Regions from separate parts of the Thunnus thynnus genome. Here region 1 is linked to region 2. The links are chromatin contacts, called in public Hi-C maps. All regions are on one chromosome and are shown on one strand. The core of a region is the stretch at or near the end of the contact, and the rest is flanking DNA. Distances in the headings are between cores, read along the strand shown. Region 1 holds the start of LOC137176882 (ras-related protein Rab-9A-like). Region 2 holds the start of LOC137177390 (histone deacetylase 4-like).

Region 1 (6,647 bases), core at 3,276-5,775, 130 kb before region 2:
CGCCGATGGTGTGGAAGAGGTGCGAGTCGAACTTGTTGGTGACGTAGCGGTTCATGAGCGATGACTTGCCCACGCCGCCGTCACCCAGAAGGATCACCTTCAAGAGAGCTGACTTAGACATCATGGCTGAAGGCTTGTTAGGCTGCACGGAAGGTTTGGAGACACCAACAATGACGAGAGGACTTTCACCTGCAAAAGCACAAAAACTTTAAATCAGCTGAGACAGAAAAAGTGCAGAAAACCACATCCACAATCTTGTTTTATCTATCTCTGTTTTTTTCTCCACATTTAATTTTTACATTTTTGAGAAAGAATCCCTTAAAAAATGTTTTTCAAAGCATTATTACTATTCTATGTTAAATAGTGATACTTAATGGCTATGTTAGACCATGATAGACTCAGTCTGAGCCTGTTTATTTTTGTGTTTGTGTAAATTTTGTTAGTTAGTATTACCACACTGGGGTATATTATTTAGTATGTAGAATGTTGGGCTCCGATAGTTGTCCAAGTTGTTAAAATACCTGCTATGCTATTGGAGTCTAACAAATGACTTCTTGAATCCTTTATCTGCTCTTTCTCTTTCATCAGCAAAGAGAAAGGTACAAAATATTCAGGCAGCCATTTAGCTAAATAGCAAATATATTGTTTGACAAAACTTAGCATGAAGTCACTTGACCATGTTTATTTAGTTAAACCACAAGATGTGGCTGAAAGCTACGTACATTTTACAGTAAGTGGCGTTTTTGCTAAGAATTTCATTAAACTGCGCTTTCCAAGGTCAATAATGAACATTCAAGCTCAGCAGATACATGATCTAGCAAAACGTTTAGTTCTTTGAATATCGCATCTTGCGTATAACGGCCAATATGTGTAGTATTTTTAAATTTCTTTACTTTGGCACCATCTCATGGTCGTATCAAGAATTACACCATCAGAACTATTGAAAAAAAGGTGTTATACTCAAGAAATATATATCCAAACTTAAAATAATTCATAGTTTTTGCAATTTTTGTTTCAATAAACAATGGCAGCATTTATATAGCAAATTCTAAACGATTCATATTCAGTAAGTAAATTTGATAGAGCATCTCATTCAATTAAATCACTAAACAAAGAACACTATGGGACTGTTCTGACAGCGCGGTGTTCATACTGTCTATGTACTGTATATACTCATACTTACAGAGAACTATTATGCTTACATGTATGAGTGATTTGGAAACAGCTCATACTGAAACCAAGCAGAATTCCTCTTAAGCACAGTTTTAATGTTAGTAGGTCTTTGTCAGACAATGCGACAGTCAGTTTGACACTGGGTGTGTTGGTACTTTTATTTAATTAAGCAGTGACTGCAGTGAGTTTGTACCTTACGCCTCACAGATAAAGTTGTGTTTGAGATAAGAACAAACTTCTCAGCCAACTTTCACTTTATCCCCAACTGAAAAATAAAAACTAATGCAGACTGTTTACATCTTTTCCTCACACTCGCACTAATTAAAGTCAGTCAACTAGCTAATCCTATTAAACAGCCTCAGCCCCCTCATTACACTATGCAACTAATGAACTTCATACACTGTGTGTACTGTATGCATGAAACGATCCATGCTGTGCATCACATGGACGCTGATCACAGGACCCAGTGAGTCGTCCACAAGTGATGACATTCAACACGGTCAACAGCAGACAAAAGCATTTGAAACCATTTCTCACCGTTATGTCTGCACACGGCTCATTTTCTTTAAAATCTGAAGGAGAGAGAGAGAGAGGAAAAAGAGATTATTTAACTCCACAGATCTCCAAGTGGCCGAGGGCACTCAAGAGGCTCAGCTGGAAAAAATGCGGATTTAAGTGCAAATTTAATCCCGTACCACACACTTGCATACTTTACATACTGCTTCACTCCACCCACATCCCAGAACAAATCTCTTGAGAGGAAGGTGGGAGTTCTAAATGCGAGCGAGGAGGAGCTTTGGATCAGTTCATCCATCACAGTTCAGATAGTAAGATGGAGCAGAGTGAGATTGTAGCGTCTCCTCACTCATCCATCACTGGTTGTCACAGTGTAAGGAAGCGAGTGGGTGCTACGGCTGCAACTGATGACTTTTTTCATTAACGGTTAATCTGCTGGTTAATCATTCAGTCTGTAAAACGTCAGCAAATCAGGACGAGTCCCAGAGTCCAAGATTACGTCTTGTTTTGTCCGACCAACAGTCAAAAACATGAGAACTTAAATAATTATTAGATTATCAAAACAGTCGCAGATGAATCCACTGCTAATTTACTGATTGATCCATTTAGAGCTGCGACAATTAGTAGAAAATGAATCAGCAACTATTTTGATAATTGAATAATCATTTCAACCATTGTTCCAGCAAAAATGCCAAAAATTATCTGCTTCCAGCCTTTATAAAATGTGACGATTCTCTGTTTTTCTTTATCATACATGACACTAAATCAAATATCTTTTGTTTTTGGACTATTCAGACAAAGCAAGCAAATTAAAGACATCACAGGGGCTTCTATGAAATTATGAATGCAAGTTTTTCACTATTTTGTAACATTTTGCCTTCTAAAGTTGCAGCCCCAGATAAATCCACTAATCATTGTAGCTCTAATGGATAACAAATACTGGTATAAATACTTCTCTTCGTGCATTTAACTTAAGTATGTGTTGGGCCAAATGTACAGCAACCACTCTCAAGAAATACTCCACAAAAATCTATCTTTCCACTAACAAATTCTTACCCCCTTGTGGGCCTGAAACGTGGCTGTAAAAAGTTCCGCTCACGTTCGCTTCACAGAGGACAGCAGCTGCAGTCAACTTGGATTCACAATAGTTGCAATGCTTCTAAATCAGCTCCTGCAACATAATCGATTACTCTGCTATTAATCTGTACGTTCAGGCACAGTCATAGTTTCTCCACACTGTGGCTAAATACACTACTCCCGTGTCACGCTACAAGCCTACAGCGGGTGATTATGTCACACTCGAAGATACATTTTGTAAGTGGAGTATTTCTTCACACCTAGAGTTATCTAACTAATGTATGTCTTAGGACAAGATTGACCAAATCCACATCTTATTGGACATTAAAGACTTGAATGAAGTGAAGAGTTAAGTCCCTGAGTTGGGATTCAGTGCTTATAGGCTGCGCTATCACATGAACTGGCAGCAGAATGCATTTTCAGCCTAAAGACACAAAATCTGGTAAATGATGTCTTTGTCTTGGGACCTTTAAAAACACAGACTCCAGCGACGCTCCTGTCATTTCTTCTGGGGAAGCATTAACATTTGTAAACGAGAGCAGGAATGAATGAACACACACAGACAGACACACACACCCACACACACACACACACACACACACACACACACACAGGAGTCATGTGCCTGGTTCAGCAGCAGGCTACTATTTAAAGAGGAGGCTGTTCTGCTGGATTATTTCCAATAAAATCACATATAAACACATAATTTGATTTAGGTCCACAAAATGCAATATTTCTATTGGTGTTTTCTAAATGCAGAGCAAGAACAGATATGCTAAATCAGCAGGATAACAGAGAGACATGGTAGGAGAGTTTGGTCAGGTGACACCTCTGCTGTGGGTGAGGAAATAACATGCTTCCTATCAATAAACCAGATTTATTGATAGGAAACAGGAAACTCAAACAGCGTGATAAAAAGGTCGAAAACAGCATTTTAAAGTTTACTTTGTAACTTTGCCAACGTCTAAATCAAAGTACAGTTAACTGTTTGCACTGAAAATATTATTAAATCATAAATACAGCTTTGTTTGCTGTAATACTTTATCTAATGGAGCTTGAAAGGATCCATTTTCGGACACTCAGTCGATCATGGTGAATGTTATCCATCTGTTACTCCCCTTTATTCTTCTCCAGCATGACTTCTACTTTCTTTCTCCACTCTTGTTGAAAAAAAAGAGTTCAAAAAATGTGGAAATGTAGGCAATGATGGATACAACATCATGGAAAATACAAGTGGTTAACCGCGACAACTTGTGAAAAAGCAGACTCGCCTGACTGATTTCAGTTAGCATAAAATGACCTAAAAAACAGACGTTTATTGATACAAAAACTAGCCTACGAGTGCATTGAGGTGTCTAAATATGAAAAATCGCTTGCCTGTGTTATGTCGTCGTCAAAATGTTGAGGAAACTATGGGGAAAAGCACGACTGCGCTGGATTCGTCCGATAATGGAAGCTTTTCCACAAACTGCAGCTGTCCGATAATGGACGCGCTAACAGTTGCACACTCGCCACTTTACCGGCGGGTTAAAACGACAGCAAATGGACATTTTTTGTCATTGAAATAAAACTTTTCCTTTCTCAGTTAAGTGTACCTGTCGGTGTGGCGGTTAAATACCTGTCATTCATCCCGGGAGGGTGATGCTGTCAGCCGGTGTCATGGCGCTCCGGATGGTGTCCCCGCAGTTCTCTGGACCCTCAGCCGCTGATGACGCTCATATGACCCGAGTGTGTCACGGTTGGTGCTAGATTGGATCAGCCGGAGGGTGGAACTCTCGCGATATCTTAATAATAACCTATACAAAACCCTAACGCTAGCCTCGCGAGAGTTTGTCCCTCCGGCTGGAAACCATCCTCCACTCATCATGCGCTTTCCTGGATGCGGTCAGACATGTGCATCCACATTTGATTTTGTGTTTGATCTTTTGGAATTATTGAATTAAAGGCTCTAAAATTTAGAGATTAGGTCGACATTAAAACTAGTCAAATTATGTATGACTGAAAACATGCAGAACACTTAGTAAGTTAAAAAATGTTTCAAAATAACTTACTGTCACTCAAGACAAGGGGTTGCTTTGACCCAGTTTTAGTGTTTTGGTTTTTTTTTTAACTCTAGGGTTATTTACTCAAACTACAGCTTGTTATAATCTACTCTACTCTTTTTAAACTTACCCATCACAGTTTGTTATTGATTGTTAATAACTTTTGAATGTCTATGTATCTTTTGAATGTCATATGCACATCGTTTTGTACAAGAAACTATAAATTTGTGTCAGTTTTTAGCTAAAGCTTGTAACACTGAGTCAAAATAACAGTTTGCTTCTGGGTAAAGTTAACCCTATGTTGTACTGGTGCTATATTGACCCAAACTGGGTAAAATTTTAACCCCGTTTAGTGTGTAGACAACAGTTGGAAACCACTGGTTCAAAGGACCTGACAGTGTGGGATATAAATTGTATATTACTGCAATATTCCTTGTACAATGCTCTTGCCCTGCATTAATGTGCAAAGATTATAACAATTTATGCCTATTAAAGTGGGTTGAAATTGTTTTCTTGTAAACTAGACACTTCATATATGACAACTCCAACATCTTACTTCTGTCAAGTATATTTTACCTGTTTGTGTGTGAACGATGACGATTACACACAACTGATTTGACAGGCCACCATGACCTAAAGGGTGAAAGCCGTCATCCAACACAACACCCACAAGATAGTGAGCGGATCTGAGAGCGGACACAGGACAGATAAATGCCAGAGATAGTGAGAGAGAGAGAGAGAGAGAGAGAGAGAGAGAGAGAGAGAGAGAGAGAGAGAGAGAGAGAGAGAGAGAGATACCACACAGCCACACTCCTACTGTATCTGACTGACAAGATACAGCTGCTCCATATCTGATGACATTCGATTAACCATGAAGAGGGGGATTTTCGTTGCAGGGGAATTTTATCTTTGGATGTCTCTGATTTGCGCCGAAGAACATTCTCAACGGGAGGAACACAAACGGTGAAAGAAATGAAAATAAAGAACAGAGTAAATCCACTTCAAGGAGCTATATTTGCATGATGGAGGTGTGCATCTCATGCACTTTCAGTTCAAAAATGTAGAAGTTTTACACCAAAATGAGATCTACAAACATGTGACATGAAAGCAGAACTATTGGTCTCACAGTGTGACTAATATTTGCTGCATGTCCTATAACTGGCCTATACAGTCTGATGTGGATTGAAAACAGGAACACAAGTGCTTAACACACAAAAAAACCCACATTTAAATACATTTAAAGAGTGATTTAAACAGCTTTTGGCCTGTACAGTAAAGGCCCCTCGATATGATGTCACAGTGACGTGTAAATGAGTCATTGTGCCACGTTGGCTAAATGCATGGAGAGTGGAGGACCATGGGATTTCCGTCCCAGAGGCAGTTCGGAACGGCAGATTACTGACTCACATGCTCACCGTTTTCTAAGGTCACATGTCTCATCTACTGGATTCAGTTTGCTGCAAATGAATGGGATATTGTAGCTGGCTGGAAGCATGTTTCTTCTTCTTTTTTAAAAAAAAAAGAATTTACCCAGAATTCATGCTGAGAATTACTTCTTAAAAGTGCAACAGAATACGCACAATTATACATCAGTGAGGGCAAAGGTCAAGGCCTCTGCGGCTTTTCTTCTGACCAGAAAATGTTCATGTAAGAAAGAGAAGCCAGGAAAAGCAGTAACTTGAGCTACTGTAAGTAAAGCTAAACTGAAGGGCAATTAGAGAGAGTGGAGGAGACAGGAAATGATTCAGCGGGAAGAGGATGACAAAAGCTACTTCTTAAAAAGATGTGGTTTCAGCCTGCAACTGCAATAGGCAGTGACTCAGCTTTTCTGCCTGCTGG
Region 2 (6,715 bases), core at 2,266-4,765:
AATGTTAGCGGCTTATGTGAATAGGAGCTGAATGAAGTCTTTGGCTGGAAAAAAAAAAAAAAAAAAATGCAGAAAAAGATTGATGAAATAAAGCGGCGGCAACCAGCGTCGTAACTAATGTCATCTAAGTTTCCAGCGTGAAAGTTCAACGGCTTCTTCCAACATAACTGAACGGAGAGTTTATAAATCTCTCACTCACTGCAGATTTAAAACGACTAAATAACGTACACCCTGATGTTTCCACATCTCACCACATCATGAGATGGTTGTATTTTTCCAGGGGAAGGCTTGAAATGGAGGGCCCAGGCAGCCAGTAAAACTTATTTGGGCATGCAGTCCGAGAGCTCTGCCAGCAGCATATAGCAAGAAGACATAAAAGCCCAACCAAGAAACTTGAAGTAGACAAACTGTGTTAAGTGTTCATAAAATATCTCTGGCTGGGGGAACTTTTGATGGAGAGATTCGGAAAGAGAGGAGAGCTCATTTCGAGTGCTGCTCTGCTTCTAATGATATTCCTGTGGTTTACTGCGGACAATAAACGAATTTCCCGAGAAGGTCAAAGGTCAGGCCCTGATCTTGGAGGGATTTACGTTGTATATTTGCTCAATGACACTCCAGCAGGGTGGAAGCAAGCTGTCGGAGACATGAGGAACTTTGATTTCACCGCAGGTTCTGCAGAGGATCGAACTGAGAATCCGTTTTATCGGCCAAACCGCAGATATAAAATACAAAATCATAACTTTGACAGAAAGGAGTACTTCAAAATATCATTGAAACACATAAAAATAACTTCAAATCACTCTTTATGACGTTTTATTAGAGTGTCTGAAGTGTAATATTTCTGCTGTTCTTTTAATCTTGTACACGACCGATGGCGAAAGCTCTTATGATGACAGGCGTGTGTTGAAATATGCTCTCATCGTTGGTCTGAACACCGATAAGTCGTCGATGACGTGGCATTAACAAAGAGGTCGGCGATGATGAAAACACAGACCGATATGTTTTTAACATGTTTTGATCGTTTCTTTGAATTCATTCAAGAATAAAAATTATTCATCAATGGTTTTTAAGGCTGTATCTGAAAGCAGATGTCATAATTCGTCAGTAAGTGAGGGCAAACAGAGTAATGGCAGCTTATGTTAATACTAATTTGTCACAAAATGACTCATAAACATGAGACTAGGCTATCTGTCAAGCTCATATTCATTGGGATTTACATGAGCCTTGTTATCTACAGTGGATTCATGAAGAGTCATGTAAATGTTTGTTGGAAGCTAATCTAGAGAGAAAAACTTCCGCGTTTGTTAGGAGGCCGCAATTTGCGTATCACTGGTGTAATGAGTTATATGTATATTTTGAGGATAAAACCAAAGACATAATCGCTGATGTTAGAGGGAAACAGCCCGGTATCACTTCCACAACCATTGAACTTTTCTTATTTACTATATTGTGGCTCAGTTTGGTTGCTTCAAACTGACTGGCAAGGTGATAAGGATGCAGCAAACCCAGTTTCAAGGCATTTCTTTTCAAAGAGTTATCAGTAAGGCTCAGTTGATTCTTAGCTGTCCTGTAAACCACATGAGAAGTTGAGACTTTCTCTTATTCCTGTGGGTTGAATATCTTAACGCAATACAGCGACATAATGTACACCCCTGAGCTTTATCTGACCAAGAACTGCACTTTATTTAGCTCTTTATTTGTCTTAATCTTTCTATTTATTTTATCTCCAAGTAGATTGGTGCTGCAAACCAAATTTCCTTTGGGCCATTTAATAAAGCTGAAGTTTAAGTTGAACAATTTAAGTTCAATAACTTCCTCAATGGACTGAGGACTGAACTGTCAATGGCGTGTTCCCTATTTTTAGTTCAAAATCCCACTATGCCTCGCGTCACCTTTGCCTCTGTAATAACAGACGTGTAAATTACAGTTTTGTGACACCTGTCAGCATTGAAGCAGAATGATGATGATTCATACGTGTCTGAACTCTCAATTTACTACTCGCTACAGAGAAGAGAGGAGGCCGCTGAGTCTTAATCACGCAGGGGAATAGTGAATGAGTGAAAGACAAGGCTGCGTTAACAAGAAGGCATGCAGTAGAGAGATGGCATCACAGTCACACAATGAGGAACACACCATGATGATATTTTAAGAGTTAGTAAGAGGACAAGAAAAATGTGCACATGCAAGGACTTTTGCTTCCTGGGTCGCTGCTGGACGAAACCCTGACGGCACAAAAATAGAAACAATGTTAAAAGCAACACGTTCTCTGCATGGTGCTGCTGCTGCTTGACCATTGTTATTAGTAGTCAGACTTTTCTGTATTCCATAATGATGCCTGGAGGAGGTACTGTGCCAGTCAAAAGTTTGGAAACACTTTCTCATGCAAGTGAATGGGATATCGACGGTTACACTATAAAAAAGAAATAGAAAGTAGACAGTGACGCTCGTTTTCCAGTAGTTGAAACTAACCTGGACAAATACAACAGTCCTTGGATAATCCTATAGTACCATTTATCTGTATTTACCTATAATATGTAAAGTTTCAAGTTTTCTCTTGGAACATATCATGTAAATCTGATGGCTATCATGATGGCTAAGACATCTAGCTAAATCTATTTTATTACTTGAATAAGCTGTATTATAGTTGTGATCAGTGGTGGAATAAGTATTCAGATTCCTTTACTTAAGTAAAAGTACCAATACAGCAATGTAAAAATACTCCATTACAAGTAAAAGTCCTGCATGAAAAATCGACTCCAAAGGGTCACCAGATAAACCTGAGGGGTCGTGAGATGATTAATAGGAGAGGAAAGAAGAAAAAACAAAGTTTTTGGACTTTTTCTCTAATCTTTGATCTTTGCTGAAATATTGGATCATTTGAACATTTATTGAAATGAAACCATGTGAGAAGTTTAGAGGGAAAAATCACTATTTGGTGGAGCTGTTAATAACTCATAGACATGTTAAATGTGACCCCGACTACACACTGCTTTTTGTAAGACATCAAAAGCCAAAAAGGTTGTAAACCACTGGTTTCATCTTTAACAATGTGTTGTATTTTTTTCTTATATTATCCATTGTGTCAAATCTTCATCTGAAAGTAACTAAAGCTGTAAAATAAATGTAGTGGAGTAGAAAGTACAACATTTCCCTCTGAAATGTAGTTCACTGGAAGTATAAAGTAGCATAAAATGTAAAGTACAAGTAAAGTACAAGTAAAGTACAAGTACCTCAAAAATGTAACGTTATTTAAGTACAGTACTTGAGTAAATGTACTTGGTTACTTTCCACCACCGGTGGCAGGAGTAGTTTTGTATTAGTATTATCATGCTATTTGAATACCTAGAAAAGCGCTCTATGAATAAAATGTATTATTCTTATTATCATAAGTATTAATGAAAATGTTAATGCGAAGGGTGAAGACAGTAAAGTGTTGAGACAGCTTCATAACTCACCTCTGAGGCCTCTCTCATGTTTTCATTCTTTACAACTCCGCCATCTTGTGGACAAAGACGTAAACGAACGCTGACGGTTTATGTCGTCATCAATCTGCGCCTGTCTCTCCAGTCGCCGAAACATGTGAAGAAAACATGGGGACTCTGTTATTTTGATATTTAAGTATTGCTTATCTAAATTCACATAACGTTTATTAGCGAAAGTGTAGCTTTAAATACGTTACGAGTCTGTGCGTAGCTAAAAGTAGTAGCTAGCTTTACCAGCTCGGTTAACGTTACTTTTCGGTTGTTTTACTAGCTTTCAGCGTGCTAACAGTATGGATAACACGGAGGAAAATGCGATTGACATCCACGGAGATGAGGAAATTATTGAGGTTATCGACCTAAACGACACGGAGCCTGGTCCCGGTGGGTAGAAAAGTGTTAACCATTTGATCTATTTGATCAGACACCCTTTAAACTGTAATAAAACATTCAAAACTACCTTATGTCACAGAAGAAATTACACTATTTCTGTTAGTAGTTCAGGGACGAAACACCTTTAGGCCCTCAAAAACCCTCACTAGCTTTAAAGGACAAGTTCACAATTTTTCAAGAGTGTCTTATAACGACAGTCAGGTGTACAAATGAACACTGAACAGGTTTTTCTCTCTGTAAATAATTTCTCCTGTTCATACTGACCACTAGAAGGTCCCTTTATAATGCACTTACAATGTAAGTGATGGGGGACAAATTCAACAGTCCTCCTTCTGTGCAAAAATGTATTTAAAAGTTTATCTGAAGCTAATATGAAGCTTCAACTGTCCAAATTAGTCAAATCTAACCCAATCAAACCTATTTTGGAAGCTTTCAGTTGAAAAAAATCTCATTTTTTTAAACTTCCTCTTCCACTTACAGATGATTTGGCTGACAACTTGGAGGACGTCGACTTTGAAGCGCCTGACAACGCAGATGATGATGAAGGCTGGGAGACGGAGGACGATATGGAAGCAGAGGCAGAGCAAGATGACAGCGAGCTCACCTTCTCCAAACACACCGGTAACTTCCTGCCTCTGTCTTTGTGCTTTTATTATCATCAGACACATTTTAAGTCTGTTAAGTTTAATTTGATCCTCTGTTTGTCTGTCCAGGCTCTGTGTTTTGTGTGAACTTGGATCCAGCCACAAACACCCTGGCGGTAACAGGAGGAGAGGACGATAAGGCGTACGTTTGGAGGGTGAGCGACGGAGAGGTTCTGTTTGAGTGCACAGGTGAGTGTTTGTTAAAGGCAGGCTGAGAGCTGAAATGCTGTTTATGAGTGAAAATGAACCCTCACTGGTGTTCAGGTCATTTTTGTTAAGCACAAAAATGCTGAAATAAAAGGCAAATGTTAAATCTCATGTTCATCGTCCTGATTCAAAACGACAAAACTGTACATTGCAGCCTAAACTTCTGGTCAACAGTGAGAAACAGAGACCAGCACTACTTTTCTCTTTCAGTTGTTAAAGGAACATCAGTTATAAAATAGCATTTTGTGATTGCTCCTAAAACCTACCTGTTAATCATAAAGTTGTCTTTACTCTACTGCTACATAGCCCAAAAGCTCCCTTTTCCTCATCTATACTAAAACACCAGGCTCTTTTTTTTTTTAGATTCATCTGCCTTGACATTCTTTTTTGAAAATGCCCCAATCTGAGTGTCAGAAATACAAACTTAGTGTAAACAGACGGCTAAAACAGACGGCTAAAACGAGAGTAAAAGGTAAAAACAATCAAATTTAGTTAACGTAGAAATCATAACCTGAACGAAATGCAAAAAATGAACCGAAAATATGTTAAAGAGTTATTCTCTGTCAGAAAACAGACCGATGAGTTATTTTTCCTCCAATAGTCATAACAGAACAACATGAACAACTCTATTTTTTTACTGATAAACTCAATTAACAAGTGAGTCCATGTCACCTTTTGTTTACATCCTGTCTTCCTGAAACCAGGCGGTAGGAACATAAACACAAACGTCGTGGGGGTAGAAGTGCTCTTGGTGTCTTCCTGTAGCTTTTAGCTCATTCATATACATGATACTACAAACTGAAATCATCAGTGTGACAGTGAATTCATCTCTAGCTGCAACCCTTTTTTATTTTTGCCTCCACAGGCCACAAAGACTCCGTGACGTGCGCCGTGTTCAGCCACGACTCCGCCCTGGTGGCTTCGGGCGACATGAGCGGCGTGATTAAAGTCTGGAAAGTGGAGACCAAACAGGAGATCTGGTCCTTCGAAGTGGGCGATCTGGAGGTAAAAGTTTCAGTGCAGAGAATGTGTATTTTATGTAAAGTGTGTATTATTTTGTCTTGTTTACAGTTTCTCCATCTGTAAGCACTTGTGTAAAGGGTTTTTATTGGGGTTGAAGGTATTTATGAGGAAATAAGAGAGGATGAGTGCTCAGGCTGAGAATTTGCGGTCATGTGAGAGGGAAGTAAGTGATCAGACATTCCTCCCCCTTCCTCAACCACCGCTGCTGAGTTGCCCTTTAGCAAGGCACACAACCCCATAATAGCATTAATAAGGGCTGCTCGGTAAAAGTAACAAACTGTGTAAACTGCAGTGGAAGGTAGAGGAAAAATAATTAATTGGTGGTTGTCTGCCCGGCTTCCTCCGCAGTGGTTGGAGTGGCATCCGTGTGCTCCGGTGCTGCTGGCGGGAACAGACGACGGCAACGTGTGGATGTGGAAGATCCCCTCAGGAGACTGTAAAACCTTCCAGAGCTCTGCATGCCAGGCCACCCGTGGCAAAGTCCTTCCCGACGGTAAGAGACTAAAAGAAAAGGACGTTTCCTTTTTGAAATGGAGTCATCAGACGCTTTAGAATATTCAAAAGTAGTAAAACATTTAAAGAGACACATTTTAAAACAGATCTAGAGAGAAGTTGATCAAAACAAGTCCTCAAATGTTAACTTGTTTCACTTTAACGTGTATATTTCATCATTCATCTCCAGGTAAACGGGCTGTGGTGGGTTACGAGGACGGGACAGTGCGAGTGTGGGATTTGAAGCAGGGCAATGCTATCCACGTCATTAAAGGTGAGTGGCGGCTCTCACGTTACCTTTTAAATTTTGGAGGGAGAGAACTTGTAGAGAGATCACATTCATAAAAGAGCTGAGGCAAGACAACGAGGAGATTTCTGCTTTCAAGGGAAGTGCGTGTTTGAGTGATTCACTGGAAAACATCTGATGTTATTCGGTCTGTTTCAACCACAGCGGGAAAGTTATTCTGCCATGTAAGG

The links. A called contact is a pair of places that touch in the nucleus more often than the background predicts.
Region 1: a Hi-C map of muscle shows a contact between it and region 2, with 3 times the contacts expected there. The contact joins the promoter of LOC137176882 here to the promoter of LOC137177390 in region 2.

What each region holds. Positions count from the first base shown.
Region 1 is chr24:10,732,907-10,739,553 of fThuThy2.1, reverse strand. LOC137176882 (ras-related protein Rab-9A-like) reads right to left here and starts at 4,525. Exons shown (of 3, transcript XM_067582894.1): 1 at 4,385-4,525; 2 at 1,711-1,745; 3 at 1-189. The coding sequence starts at 124. It overlaps LOC137177164 (transcription elongation factor A N-terminal and central domain-containing protein), which reads right to left. Exons shown (of 2, transcript XM_067583292.1): 2 at 5,804-6,647.
Region 2 is chr24:10,602,882-10,609,596 of fThuThy2.1, reverse strand. LOC137177390 (histone deacetylase 4-like) reads right to left here and starts at 3,515. Exons shown (of 27, transcript XM_067583676.1): 1 at 3,456-3,515. It overlaps aamp (angio-associated, migratory cell protein), which reads left to right and starts at 3,573. Exons shown (of 11, transcript XM_067583679.1): 1 at 3,573-3,863; 2 at 4,353-4,493; 3 at 4,586-4,705; 4 at 5,589-5,728; 5 at 6,095-6,239; 6 at 6,429-6,512. The coding sequence starts at 3,773.